2 separate regions of the Eptesicus fuscus genome follow, and region 1 is linked to region 2. The links are chromatin contacts, called in public Hi-C maps. All regions are on one chromosome and are shown on one strand. The core of a region is the stretch at or near the end of the contact, and the rest is flanking DNA. Distances in the headings are between cores, read along the strand shown. Region 1 holds the start of NPL (N-acetylneuraminate pyruvate lyase). Region 2 holds the start of RGS16 (regulator of G protein signaling 16).

What was found. Hi-C and Micro-C count contacts between places; a contact is called where the count stands out from the background.
Region 1: a Hi-C map of liver shows a contact between it and region 2, with 5 times the contacts expected there. The contact joins the promoter of NPL here to the promoter of RGS16 in region 2. A contact is called at or near these places in 2 of 2 Hi-C or Micro-C datasets (liver and muscle).

The regions. Positions count from the first base shown.
Region 1 is chr22:25,017,367-25,023,979 of DD_ASM_mEF_20220401, reverse strand. It overlaps NPL (N-acetylneuraminate pyruvate lyase), which reads right to left and starts at 4,321. Exons shown (of 12, transcript XM_054711965.1): 1 at 4,252-4,321; 2 at 517-591. The coding sequence starts at 584.
Region 2 is chr22:24,888,050-24,893,912 of DD_ASM_mEF_20220401, reverse strand. RGS16 (regulator of G protein signaling 16) reads left to right here and starts at 3,241. Exons shown (of 5, transcript XM_028152133.2): 1 at 3,241-3,399; 2 at 4,180-4,290; 3 at 5,055-5,116; 4 at 5,409-5,575. The coding sequence starts at 3,356.

The sequences.
Region 1 (6,613 bases), core at 3,072-5,571, 130 kb before region 2:
TGCTCCCTCCCACTCCTGCGGGCTCCCCAACATGTAACCGATGTTGAAATGAGACTGCAGACATGCCTAAGGGATCCCTCTTACAGCTACCTTCTCCACTTTCATCCCGTCTATGAACAGCCTGAGGTGGAATCATGCAGATGTCTAGAGGCAGGATCTAGAGGAGCCAGGTCAAGGTTTGAGGTCAAATCCTGCTAAAATGGAAGTCTCATCCAATTCCACTGGCCTTCTTTGAGAAGGCTGTGATAAAATCCAAGGAGAATTTGCATTGTGGCGTTACAGACGGTGGGAGAAAGGAGAGCTGCTTTATCTTTTCTCTCTTTCTGCACTGTTTGAGATATTGAGACCTCGTCTCTGACTTGGGGCCAGAGACAGTGCAGGTGGACATCTGACGGAAGTTGCCACTTGGCAATGGTGCCACAGAAGCGCACAGATTAAGTGACTGTTATACGGAGACTATCAGTCCATTTTGGTGGAGTGAGAACAGATCCCTTTAAGGTCCCAAATGGTAGTTACCCATGCTCGGTCATCGGCGTGATGGTTGCAGCAACCAGACCTTGAAGGTTCTTCTTCCTGGAGGCCATTGAGCTGCTGAAAAAAAAAAAAACCCAACAAACAGAATTACTCTCTTCTTCAAGGAATGTCAATTAATGATAAAACTCCTGGGCAAAGTCCGTTCACCATTTAGAACTGTGAAAAAATGCTTACAAGTATGCAAACACAGAAAGCAAGTTTGAGAATGTAGAATTTCAGGGCTTAATTCTAAAGGAGAGGAAACTAATTTTTTAAAAGTCAGGAGAACAGAGTGGCCTGGCAACATACCATTGAAAAGGCCTCCGACTTGATCTAGATCAGCGGTCACCAACCTTTTGGACCTCATGGACCACCAGTGGTCCACAGACCACCGGTTGGCAACCGCTGCTCCAAAGGTTTCCTTAAACCAGCGGTTGCCAACCTTTCGGACCTCACGGACCATCAGTGGTCTGTGGACCACCGGTTGGCGACCACTGGTAAGGGAATAATGATAGTACTTGATGGTTGAGACAAGGTCAAACCTCTAAGAGCAGGGGTAAAAAATAAGAGATCAAAGAAAGAACATGAACCTAACTCAGGGAGCTCAAATAAATAAAGAATTACTGTAATTTAAGTTGAAATATGGTCAGGAGAACAGGGACATTCTTATCTCTTCAGCTTCATTCTGTTAAACAAGAATCAGCTCTTATAGTTTGAAGGCTTCGGTGTAATCTCTGTAGCTTATCTTCGGATTTACCTAACTATCCTTTCAGATTCTAATCTTGACCATGTGGTCCTGTTTTCCTACTTCTGGTAAACCACATCACAAGTGTTCATTCACCTCTCCCCCTCTAGACCACACTCCCCAGGACCAGGAATACATTTCATTTGCTTTGCCTTTCCTTCTCTGAGTGTTCTGCAGACACCTGTGTCCAATGAAAAATTGATGACTTTCTGGTTGATTGAATGAAGTGTTCAGGTTGTAGCTGAATGATGACTTCTAAGAGTGCCAGACACATAGTAAGTACAAGTTGAGCCTCCTCCATGAAGTCTTGTCTGATGGCTATAGGACATTAGCAAGTACTATCATTATTCCCTTACCAGCTCTTTCCTGTCATCCCAGCTCTACAGGTACCTCCTCCCCAGCCCTAGCTAATTCAGGGGCTAAGTCATTTCCATTTTGTTATCTTCTTTCCTGCATTCCTTCCCTCTCCCCTTACTGCCCCTCTCATAACTTGCCCTTTGTTACCTATTATCTACACCAATGGGTGCAACCCAGGTCTGAGAGGCCCATGGGGGCTCAAGAAAGTTCAAGTGATAAGAGTCCCAAGAGCTGGGTTCAGCACGGAAAGTCTCCTCAATCCAACAGTACTAGGCTGTTCACACTAGACTTCCAGGTTCTTGGGCTTTTGGCTGCATTTATTTCATGCTTAGGGCAGTTACATGATATGGTGGTCAGAAGCTCAGACTGGCAATACACACACACACACACACACACACACCCCTGATTGGTTAAAACTTTCAAAGCATGCGGGAATGGGATGAGAGTTGGGAACCACTGTCCTACCCCCACTCTCTTTATCTTCTTTCAATCCACACAGGCTGCTAGATTAACCTCCCAGTAGCATGGACATTTCTGACCTTGCCTTTGCCAATAACTTTCCACCCTGGCTTTCACGAAATAAATACCAAACTCCCTGGCCTGGGTCTCTGTAAAGATCTCTTCAGCTGGTCCCTGTTGCTACCTACCTTCTCTTGTCTGGCCTGCTTGCCTTTCTCCCATGGTTCTCCCACCTGGAATGCCATTATCTCCCACTTCACCCCCTTCAGCCTAGTCAACTTTTTAAAAGCTCGGGGACATTCCCTGACTCCCCTAAGATGAGAGTAATTTCACACCCCTTAGAATTTCCCCCAAACAATGGCTTTTCATTAAAAGCCTTACGTCAGAGTTATTCGCAGGGTAGTTTGGGCTTCTCTTCTAAACGGTAAGCCACCTGGGAGCAGAGTTTGCTGACTTTGTGAACTGTGAAACTCCTGCAGGAAGGGATGGGGCTGTGGACAAAAAGGGGCCATGTGCTAACCTGACTAGCTCAGGGTGGCCTTGCAAACTCAGAGACCCAAAGTTGGTCTGAAATGAAAACTTTTAAAACCAAAAAGCAGTTGATAGTGGGTAGTCATGTCATAGGCTGGCATCTTCCCTGACAAAGGTCAATCTTTCCTTTAATGGGGCCTATTGTCTTTTTGCATCTATGATAGCATATTACTGGCATGTCAAAGTCATTTTCCTTTTTCCAGACCCCTCAAACCACAGGTAATGCTCTTGGGAGACCACAAATCCCCAAATTGTGATTGTTCATTGTTGACTGTTAACCACCCAAGTAAGAGAAGTGTGTGTCTATCATTTTACTTTTTATCCAATCCCAGAGGTCTCCCCACTTTGCTTTCTCCCACCTCCCTAATCTATCACCAATGGATTTTGTGTAACCCACTTAACGTCTCCTCTTTTGATTGTAATGTATAAAACAAAGTGCAAAACTGCCATTCTCCAGAGCATTACCTCAATCCGTTGAGATTCTGCTTCCTGGCAATTGTCAACAGTTTGGCTCAAATAAACTCACAAAAAGTCTTCACAGGTTTGAATGTTTCTTACCTTAGTAGGTAAAAGATCATAGCAGCTGTAACTGGAGAAGCATGGATATTTTGTCAATTTGAGTTTTAAATAAACTTGGTAATGTTATGCTTTGAAATTCTTTATAGCTTGTATCCAAAGCAAACGGTTAGGATGTTCACCAGCTGAAGGTTTAATGTGAATCTAGAACGTTATTACTCAAAACACTGGGGAGGGAATATTACTTTTGGAATCGTATGCCTCTATCCACAGACAAGAATTCTTAGCGCAAATAATTCAGGTTACCTTAGTCAAATTCTCTGAAAAGGGCAAAGTTTAAAAAAAAAAAAGGAATGAAGGAAGAAGGGGGGAAGGAAAGAAAGAAAAACAGAGTAAGAGAGAAAGAGAAAGGAAGGGAGGAAGGAAAGAAGGAAGGGAGGGAGGGCGGGCAGGCAACTCTGGGTAAGAAGAATGACTTGACAGAGAAATACTTGGAGAGGAAGAAACGAAATAGAGAAACAAAACAAAACTAAAACCAAAACACAGAAATACGACCCACGTCCCATAAAATGAAGAGATTGTATCAAATTCAATCGCTCAACCGCTGATGCTGGTCATTTTGACCAAAGGACCTGGAAGGAATCCAGGGGTCCCTCGCCCCCATCTCCTGACTGGCTTCAGGCCGGAGGGTGTCGCCTTCACCGTTCCTCTGGCCCCGCTTCCCAGCCTACCCGCCTTCTCCTTTCCCTGGGGCCCGCACCTTCTCGCCCGCCCTGGACCCCGTCCCCTGCGCCCTTCTCCTCGCATCCCCGGTGGCCTCCCCGTCCCCGCCCGTCCATCCGCGCCCGCGCGCGCCCCGCTCACCCGAGACGCCGGGCCCGCCTCCCTCGCCGTGGCCGCCGCCGCCGCTCCGCGCAGAGCCGCCGCCGCCACGCGCCGCTCTTTATCCCCGCGGGCCGCCCGCCCCGCGCCGCGCCGCGCCCGCCACGCCCAGGGACCCTGGGGGCTGTAGTTCAGCGGCTCTTCCTGCAGAGCGCGCAGGGCGGCGGGACACGCCGAGTCACGCGGGGTCGCGCACAGTCGCGCGTCCCGCACCCCGAGAGCGGGGTTTGCGCTTCCCGGGGTCTCACCTGAGCCGGTGGGCTGAGCGGCCACCTGCGCGGCGCAGGCTCCCCGAGGCCGGCACGCAGCCCGCTGGCACCTCCGGCCGCCGCGCAGCGCGGGTCGCCCGTGCGCCTCCCACCGGCGGACGCCTCGGGCGCCTCTCCTCCTGACTTTCCTCCCCGCGCGCCCTGCAGCTTCAGGTATTTGGAGGTTGTGGGCTTGGAACCTCAGGTCGCTGTCCCAACCCCGCACACTCTCCCGGCGAAAAAGAGAGGTGACCTGATATCAAAATGGGCAAGGTACTAATGCAGCAGCTTTTCTGGCTTATTCTTGAGAACAATTAAGAAGAGTTTTGAAAGGGAAAAATATTTTTAACCAAAATGTCTCCGCTTGCAGGAATAGCACGTTTATTTTCTAACATCAGGTCCTGTGCTGATAAATCCGAAACACCGCCATAAGCAGGTCCTCTGCTTTCCCGCTGATGTGAGGTAACCTCCGTTTTCCAAACAAAGCAAGGGCTGATGCTTATTATTTCCCTTAGAGAAAAGAAATCCCCCCTTAAGGCTTTCTAGTTTACAAAGTGCTTTTAAATCCATAATAATCGTTATTTTATTACACAAAGCACCAGTAATTAATTCACCAACTCACAAAACAATCCTATGTGGTGGGCGTTATTTTTTATTACTTATTTATTAAAAAATTTTTTTTAATTGATTTCAGAGAGGAAGGGAGAGGGAGAGAGATAGAAAAAATCAGTGATGAGAGAGAATCATTGACTGGCTGCCTCCTGCACGGACCCCGGAGCCTGCAACCTAGGCATGTGCCCTGACTGGGAATGGAACTGTGACCTCCTGGTTCATAGGTCGATGCCCAAAAGGGCTGGGCATGGGCATTATTTCTTAAATTCACATTTTAAAGATGAAGAAGCACCATCCTACTTTACAGATTAGAAACAGAGGTTTAAAGGGCTTACGTGATTTGCCAAAGGCCATAGAGCCACTGAGTGGTTGAGTTGTGATTTGATTTGTTTTCAGATAGTCTGAGAGCTGATATTTTAACCACTATTCTATGTTATCCTTCAATGAAGGAAGGAGGGAAGGAAGGAAGTGTCCTAGTTATATCTATCTGTTTTGTAATGTTAACAAGAACATTGTATCCTAATGGGACAATGTTTGCAAATTTTTCAGTCATACTTTTAATATATACAAAATTAAGTATTTCAATACCTGAAGGTATGGGTCATTGAGCTTAACATCATCAACCAAATAAACCAATATTCTAAATGTTTAAACTCTTGTTTAGTATGTCAATACTAGAGGCCAGGTGCACAAATTCATGCATGGGTGGGGTCCGGCCAGCCCGCCCTGATCACAGCCGATTGGGCATGCTGGCCAGGGGGAGGGGACACGGAAGGTTGGCTGGCCGGCCCCACCCCGGATTGGGGTTCGAGGGCTGATCAGGGGTGAGGCTGGCTGGGGGGAGGGGCTGCAAGCAGTTGGCTGGCCAGCCCCCTGGTCGAACTCCCAGTCGAACTCCTGGTAGAGGGGACAATTTGCATATTAGCCTTTTATTATATAGGATGGCAGTCAAAGCAATTCCTTATAATAATGTGTTAGGTTACTAAGAAGCAGATGCTAAAATGGGATTTGATGTGCAGGAGACTTACTTGGGGAGGGAGAGCCTTCAGGTTGTCATGCAGGGCTGACACCTGTGGAAGGAGAGAGAGTGCCCATCTTCCTGGGACAGAGGTTCCACACTGCACCATTGATGAGGAGGTTTGAAGGAGGACACATCAGAGAATCCACTCTCTGGCCTTAAGAAACCCAAAGTCTCTACTGTGAATTGTGGGAAAGACATTTATCTTTAAAAAGATGGTAAGTGCAGCAATAGACCTCTGCAAAGATTTTAAGAAACATGGAGGAGAGACTAATCTGGGCTGAGAGGTGACTCTGTGTAAGTGTGTATGTGTGTGTGTGTGTACATGATGAGGCAGGAAACTATTTCAGAAATTCTTCCTGGGGGAGGTGACAACTGAGCTAAGTCAGACAAGAGTAGGGCCTAGAAGAAGGGAGAAGCAACAAAAGGCTGAGTGCTAGCTTCAGCCCTCTAACACTTTGCTGGTAAGCGGCAAGGGCTCAGTGACATTTCTTATATTGTTCAGTATTTTATCATCATTACCACTTAACTTTTTATGCTTTTACTAGAGGCCTGGTGCATGAAAATTCATGCACTGGAGGGTGGGGGTCCCTCAGCCTGGCCTGCCCCCTCTCACAGTCCGGGAGCCCTCAGGGGCGGGAGGCGACCTGGCGATCAGGGAAGGTAATGCCCCATCACACCTTTGCTGCTGCCACTCCTGGCAGCGCAAGCCTCAGCCGGCCCTGGGTGGCT
Region 2 (5,863 bases), core at 1,992-4,491:
CCTACCTGCTGGGAAGGGAATTTGGGATAAATTATGAACTTCAAGAAGTTTCTGCCAGGAAACCGAAGAGGTAACCATGGCCACCGGAGGGCTCTTCATCTTGAGCAGGGAGCTCTGTGCTCACGGATTGGATGTGCAGGCCTGCACCCCATGCAACCTTCCCTTTGTCTCTTTTGCTTTCTTTGTCGAATGGGAGACAGACCTAGCTCAGGAATCTGGAGATTCACGGGCCCAGGGTTCAGCTGTTTTCAGTTCCAGAACAATTAACTGAGGGCGGCTTGGGCACAGCCGTTGGATTGTCTGCAGAATGGGAAATAGAAAGCTCCTCTGGCTCAGTGGCAGGGAAGCAGAAAAGAAGAGGTTTGTGGAGGATCTCTGCAATAATCCCGATGATTGTTATCATGTGGCCATGTCCCGGCTCATTCCTACATGGTGCCGCTGAGGGCCAGACTGGGGTTTCATCCACCCGTACACTCGTTTTTGTCCCTTGAAGAACAGCTGTCCCAGACACACCCACACGCCCACCTGGCAGCTGCCCTGGGGCTTGAGCAGCCCCAGGTGAAACAACAACCCTCACCCCGGCTGAGACTTCTCCAGACCAGAGACGGGCCGGGTGGGCGGCGTCCCATGTGGATGAAAGCCGTGCTGAGAAACAGATGCTCACAAAGACATCCTTCCATTGTCTGGTTGCACACCACTGCCCCTCCCAACCCTCACCCATCTCCTGCCCCACACGGATCCAGCCCTGGACGTGTGAGAAAGTTACGTAAGAGCCTGAGTTGGTGAGACGGGGGTGAGGGTGGATGCTGGGAGCTGAGGTGGTGCTGCCCATGTGTGAGATGCCGCTGTACCTGCCCCCTGAGCTCCACTAACCAACCCGCTAACCAACCGGGAGGCTGGGGAAGCACTGACTCTGGCTCCTCAGAGGGCGTTGTGTTTTGACGAACTAGGTCAGGTGCTGCAGGCCCTGGTCAACGAGGGGATCAGCCTGGACAAGGGAAGCCACACACTGTTCTGAGTTGGGCCTCTTGCTCTAGCAGTGCCTCCAGGACACCTCCCAGGCCTTCTCCTCCTCACCCCTCAGTGCTTTCCCCCTCTCCTTCCCCCACCAGCTTTTCTGGGTCTTCTCACTGAGCTCTCTCAGGTGGGGAACCGTTTCTCCTCTTGTTTCTCTTTTTTCCTGAACCCTTTACTTCCAGGCCTTGCTGAGGAATAGAACTCTTAGATGCCCCCTTATGAAATAAAAACCTCACTTCCAAAAGACACAAAACTCAGTACTTACTTTTCCTTACTGTCTAGCAATCCCTGTGTTAAGTAAAACTGAGCACTAACATTTAGTGAGTGCTGACCATGTGCTGAGCACTGATCTTGTTACAGAAGAAATGATGCTTATAGAAGACGGGAGAAAAACCAGAGAAATGGAGTTACGCTGTTTATTACGCCAGTGGGCCCAGAGAGAGATGTCTCCCAAATTTATGACCAAAAACATGGAGGAAGCTTTCCCTATTTATATCTTTCCACCCCCTTTGTCTCCCAAATAAGGGTTTTTCCGGACCTTACATTAGATGACTAGCCTACAAGGTCAGACAGCCAAGTTTATCTTCCCTATTATTCAAGCAGCTAGAGAGCAAAGTTAATTTACAGAGTAAGGGGCCGTCTAAAAATAATAAGAGTTGACTCACAGAATAAGGGATCATCTAATAGCAGAGAATTTCAAACAGTAGTTTTACAAAAATAGGGGTTAGCCTTCTCAGTCTTAGAGCCTTACATGTTATTGCAGGTGCTAATAACACCTATTATTTTGGCATGCCGCCCAAATCCCCTCTTTGGGACCGAGGCCTTCATCCCCAGTGCAGTCTCTTTAGGCGTTCCCCTCGACAGAGAGAGAGAGTTGCCTTGTTTAATATAAGGCCATCTCTTGGGGCAACGGCTTCCAATGAAAGGCCGAGGTGGGGGTATCTGAACCCTTGCTTCAGTGGGGGACAGCTTCAAGGGACTGTTCCACCAGTAGCATTCACCTCCTCCCTCTGCCCACCCCAGCCTCCCTCACTCCTCTGAGTTCTGAGAACTCTGCCCAGCAAGTCTCTGCCTCAGAGGAACTGAATTTCCTGTTTCCTGGGAAACGAAAACTAAGAATTAGCTTATTTACCCCTCACACCCACCTTATGAAATACACATCTCATGTTCTCATCTTAGAGAGGAGGAGAACGAGGCCGGGAAAGGTGAAGAGGCTTGCCCAAGGAAGATCTTCCCTCAGTAAATGGTGGAGCCATGATTTGCAGCCAGGATCTGGCTCTAAACGCCACACTGGCAACCCCGCAAGCAACCTCCTCATGGCGACCCCAGAGGGAGCTGGGGGCAAAAAGGGAGGCTGTATGGCCTTGATGGGAAGGTGAGGAGAGAGGCAGGGGAAGCATTTATCACCTGTATCTCAGAGACCAGGACACTGAATCAGCAGCTCTTATACCCAGGATCACTCATCAGTGACAGAGGTGCTGAGATTCCTTTCTTTCTTTCTTTTTTTTTTGAGGAGGAAGCAGTGGGAAACAGTAAATTCATTACCGTGTAACTCGGAGCAAGTTATTTAACCTGTCTTAGTAAGGGGCTCCCTCAGTCCTCACCTCCCTCCCTATGTCCGCTATTCCCAACTCTAGCATCTCAGGCAAGTCTCTTTCACTTTCTGACTCAGTTTCTCCACTTATCAAAAGGAGGTGATGATGAGATGATAGAGGGCTTCCTTAGCCGGGTGGCCATCCGGCTAGGGGCACAGTCAATGGCAGTTACCAGTATAATCACGATGCTCTCTAGCCCGGGGTTGCATTTCAGGGCCCAACAGGCTCAGGCTGTGATCCACACCATGTGTACCTCCCAGACCCTTCACCCCATTACGAGAATCCTCTATCTCTGCGTTGGTTCCAGCTTTTACCAGAGACCAGCGGGTTTTTTTCCCCTGTAACTGGGTGTGCGCGTCTCATCTTCCTGTGACTTCTCTGCCCGGAGGAAGGCCGTCCCGTGTGACCCCCCCTCCCCGCCGCACCCCCGTGTGAAGGTTGCACGCGGGTGGCGGGGTGCAGTCCTGCGCCGGCGCCCAGGGGGTTCGGCTCGCGGCCCCCGCCTCTGCCTCGGCGGCGCTCAGTCCCGCTCTCGGATTGGTCGGCGGCGAGCAGTCCGCCCCGCCCCCTCCCCTCCGAGAGAATAAAAGCCGCCAGATCGCGGGCTCCGCGCGTGCAGCCTGAAAAACCCAACCCGAGCCGGCGAGTTATCAGCCGCAGCGGACCCTCTGCCTCTCGCGCTGCCGTGCCCACTGGAGCCCGCCACCCATCTCCCCGCGACGTGCTGCCCTGCACCCGCAGCCATGTGCCGGACCCTGTCCGCCTTCCCCACCACCTGCCTGGAGAGGTAAGAGGGGCTTGTCCCGCCGCCCGGAGCCAGTGGGGCGCCGGCTTGGGGACCAGGGTGGGCGGGATGAGAGGATGCTGACGATGGATGGGAGAGGCAGAGGTCACCTGGGTGCCACTTGCTCAGCTGCTCCCCTTAGGACCTTAGAGAAGCACTCGAGCCAAGGGGAGAGAGGCGGGAACACAGGGACCGCTGCTTACTGTCCTTCTCGAGCCTCTGACAAATGGCAGTCCTTCTCAGGTGACCCGCTGAAGACCACGTTGGCATCTCCGGGCCGAACCGGACCCCTAAATTTTCTTAAGCACTTGGTTCTTATTGGCTAGCCCACACCTAGGGGCGTGGCCTCCTCGGGCCCTGGGAAGGCGGGGAGGTGGTTTTGGAGTCCGCAGGTGAGGGATGGGCCCACTTCCCAGGCGGCTACTCAGCTGCCCCCAATCCTTGCTGGAGCTGGTGGCCGGGGAAGGACAAGGTAAAGATGAGGAATTAGTTTCCACACAGTTCCAGAAGTATTCAGCACAAGCCCGGAGGGCGAGAGCAGTGTGACTTAAGTGTCTGAAGTGCTGTAAACTCAAGACAGTGTAAGATCTCCGGAGGCCCGGCTCAAACATTCCTTTCATGGTTTGGGGGTTCATGACACTAAGGAGAGAAGCCAAGTTCCCAGGAACCCTTGAGGCTGGAATTCAGGGGGCGCCAGCCTGAGCTCTTCTGAGACCCCCATAAACCTCTCTGCCCTGGCTGAGCACACGGGGAATCCTTATATGCTCCTGCTTTGTCTTCCAGGGCCAAAGAGTTCAAGACCCGGCTGGGGATCTTTCTTCACAAATCAGACCTCAGCTCCGATGCTGGCAATGCTGGCAAGTCCGAGGGGAGCACCAAACACAGCAAAGAGCGGTGAGTCCTGCTGACCAGCCCAGGGCCCCTAGAGGAGCCCGAGCCAGATTGAGGAAAGGAGTCATGGGAAGGAGAAACTAGGACATGCTGGGGGGGGGGGGGACCTTGGTGACCCCTCCCCGGGCTTCCTGCTGGTCCGCTATGGCTGCTTGGCTCATGGGTGACTGGGAGGATGGCTCCAGGGTTCTAAGTCTGCCCACAGATGAGCGTCCCCAGGACCCGAATGTCCAGTTCTCATACTCTCCCACCTGGAGATGTCACTGCACAGGCCTCCAGGGCCCGGACAGGGTCCAAGACGCTTGAAGTTTTCAATCAATGGATCTACTTCCACGAGTATGCGCCTTACCTAGAAGCCCTTTCATATTGCACATCAACTGTGCCAGGCTCTGGGGTTCTGGGCGGCATACCCTTTATTCACGAGGCCCTTATTTCCTTGGGAAAATGTACAAAACGATACCCACCCCGAGAGTCAGGGGGGAAAGCAAGAATCTTGGACAGCAAAGAGAGCGTCTTAGAAGGTATTTACTGAGGACCAAACGGGGCCTGGCTTTGGTTCCTGGTTACAGACTTGCCTTCTAGAAAATACTTCTGTTCCCCCTCCCCGCAACCGAGGGTTGGAGGAGTCCGCTCCAATAATCACTGAGCAAGTCTTCGTGTGAATTAGGCAACTCCCATCAGAGTTCTGGCTAGGGTTTGTGCTATTGCATGAATTGGTTGGCCTTTTTCTTTAAATTAAAATCTTGGCCTTTTTTTCTTTTGAGCAGAAACTTCTCAGAAGATGTGCTGGGATGGAGAGAGTCGTTTGACTCGCTGCTGAGCAGTAAAAGTGAGTAGGACCCTGTGGTGTCTGTCTGTGGATGGCACGTGTGTGCTCATGCGCTTGGGGGCCAGCCTGAGAGATGCTGAAAGGGGTGGGCAAGATAACAGCCGTAGTAATAATAATAATAATAATGATCCCCTAGTGTGCCAGCCTCTATTCAGAATACAAAGGCAGGTCCTTGTTCGAGAAAATTGCATCCTAAAAATAGAGCCGTTAACGGCAATGGCTGTCTTTGCTTCTTTTATTCCCTGCTGTTCCCTCAGTCTGACCAGTCTCTTCCTCTCTCCCTCCAACCCAGATGGGGTGGCTGCCTTCCATGCTTTCCTGAAGACGGAGTTCAGCGAGGAGAACCTGGAGTTCTGGCTGGCCTGTGAGGAGTTCAAGAAGATCCGGTCAGCTACCAAGCTGGCCTCCCGGGCGCACAGGATCTTTGAGGAGTTCATCTGCAGCGAAGCCCCCAAAGAGGTCAGAGCCCAGATGTGTCCCAAGATCCTCCAGACCCTGCCTGTTCCTTCCCCACTGAGAATTGGGGGCTTCGTGCCACCCTTGGGTGCCATTGCCCTCAGACTCACTGATAGGGTTGAAGGGTTTGGCAGGTGTCTTGGCATCTGTCCACACCCACTCTTGCAGACTAAGCCATTTTTAGAAGCCCAAAACACACCACTGGGGAGCCAGCTCATTGTAGGGACCTTGTGTAACCTGCCTCGCTCCCCTGGCTGGCCTGCCTCAGATGGGCAGCTCTGTGGTCAGTGA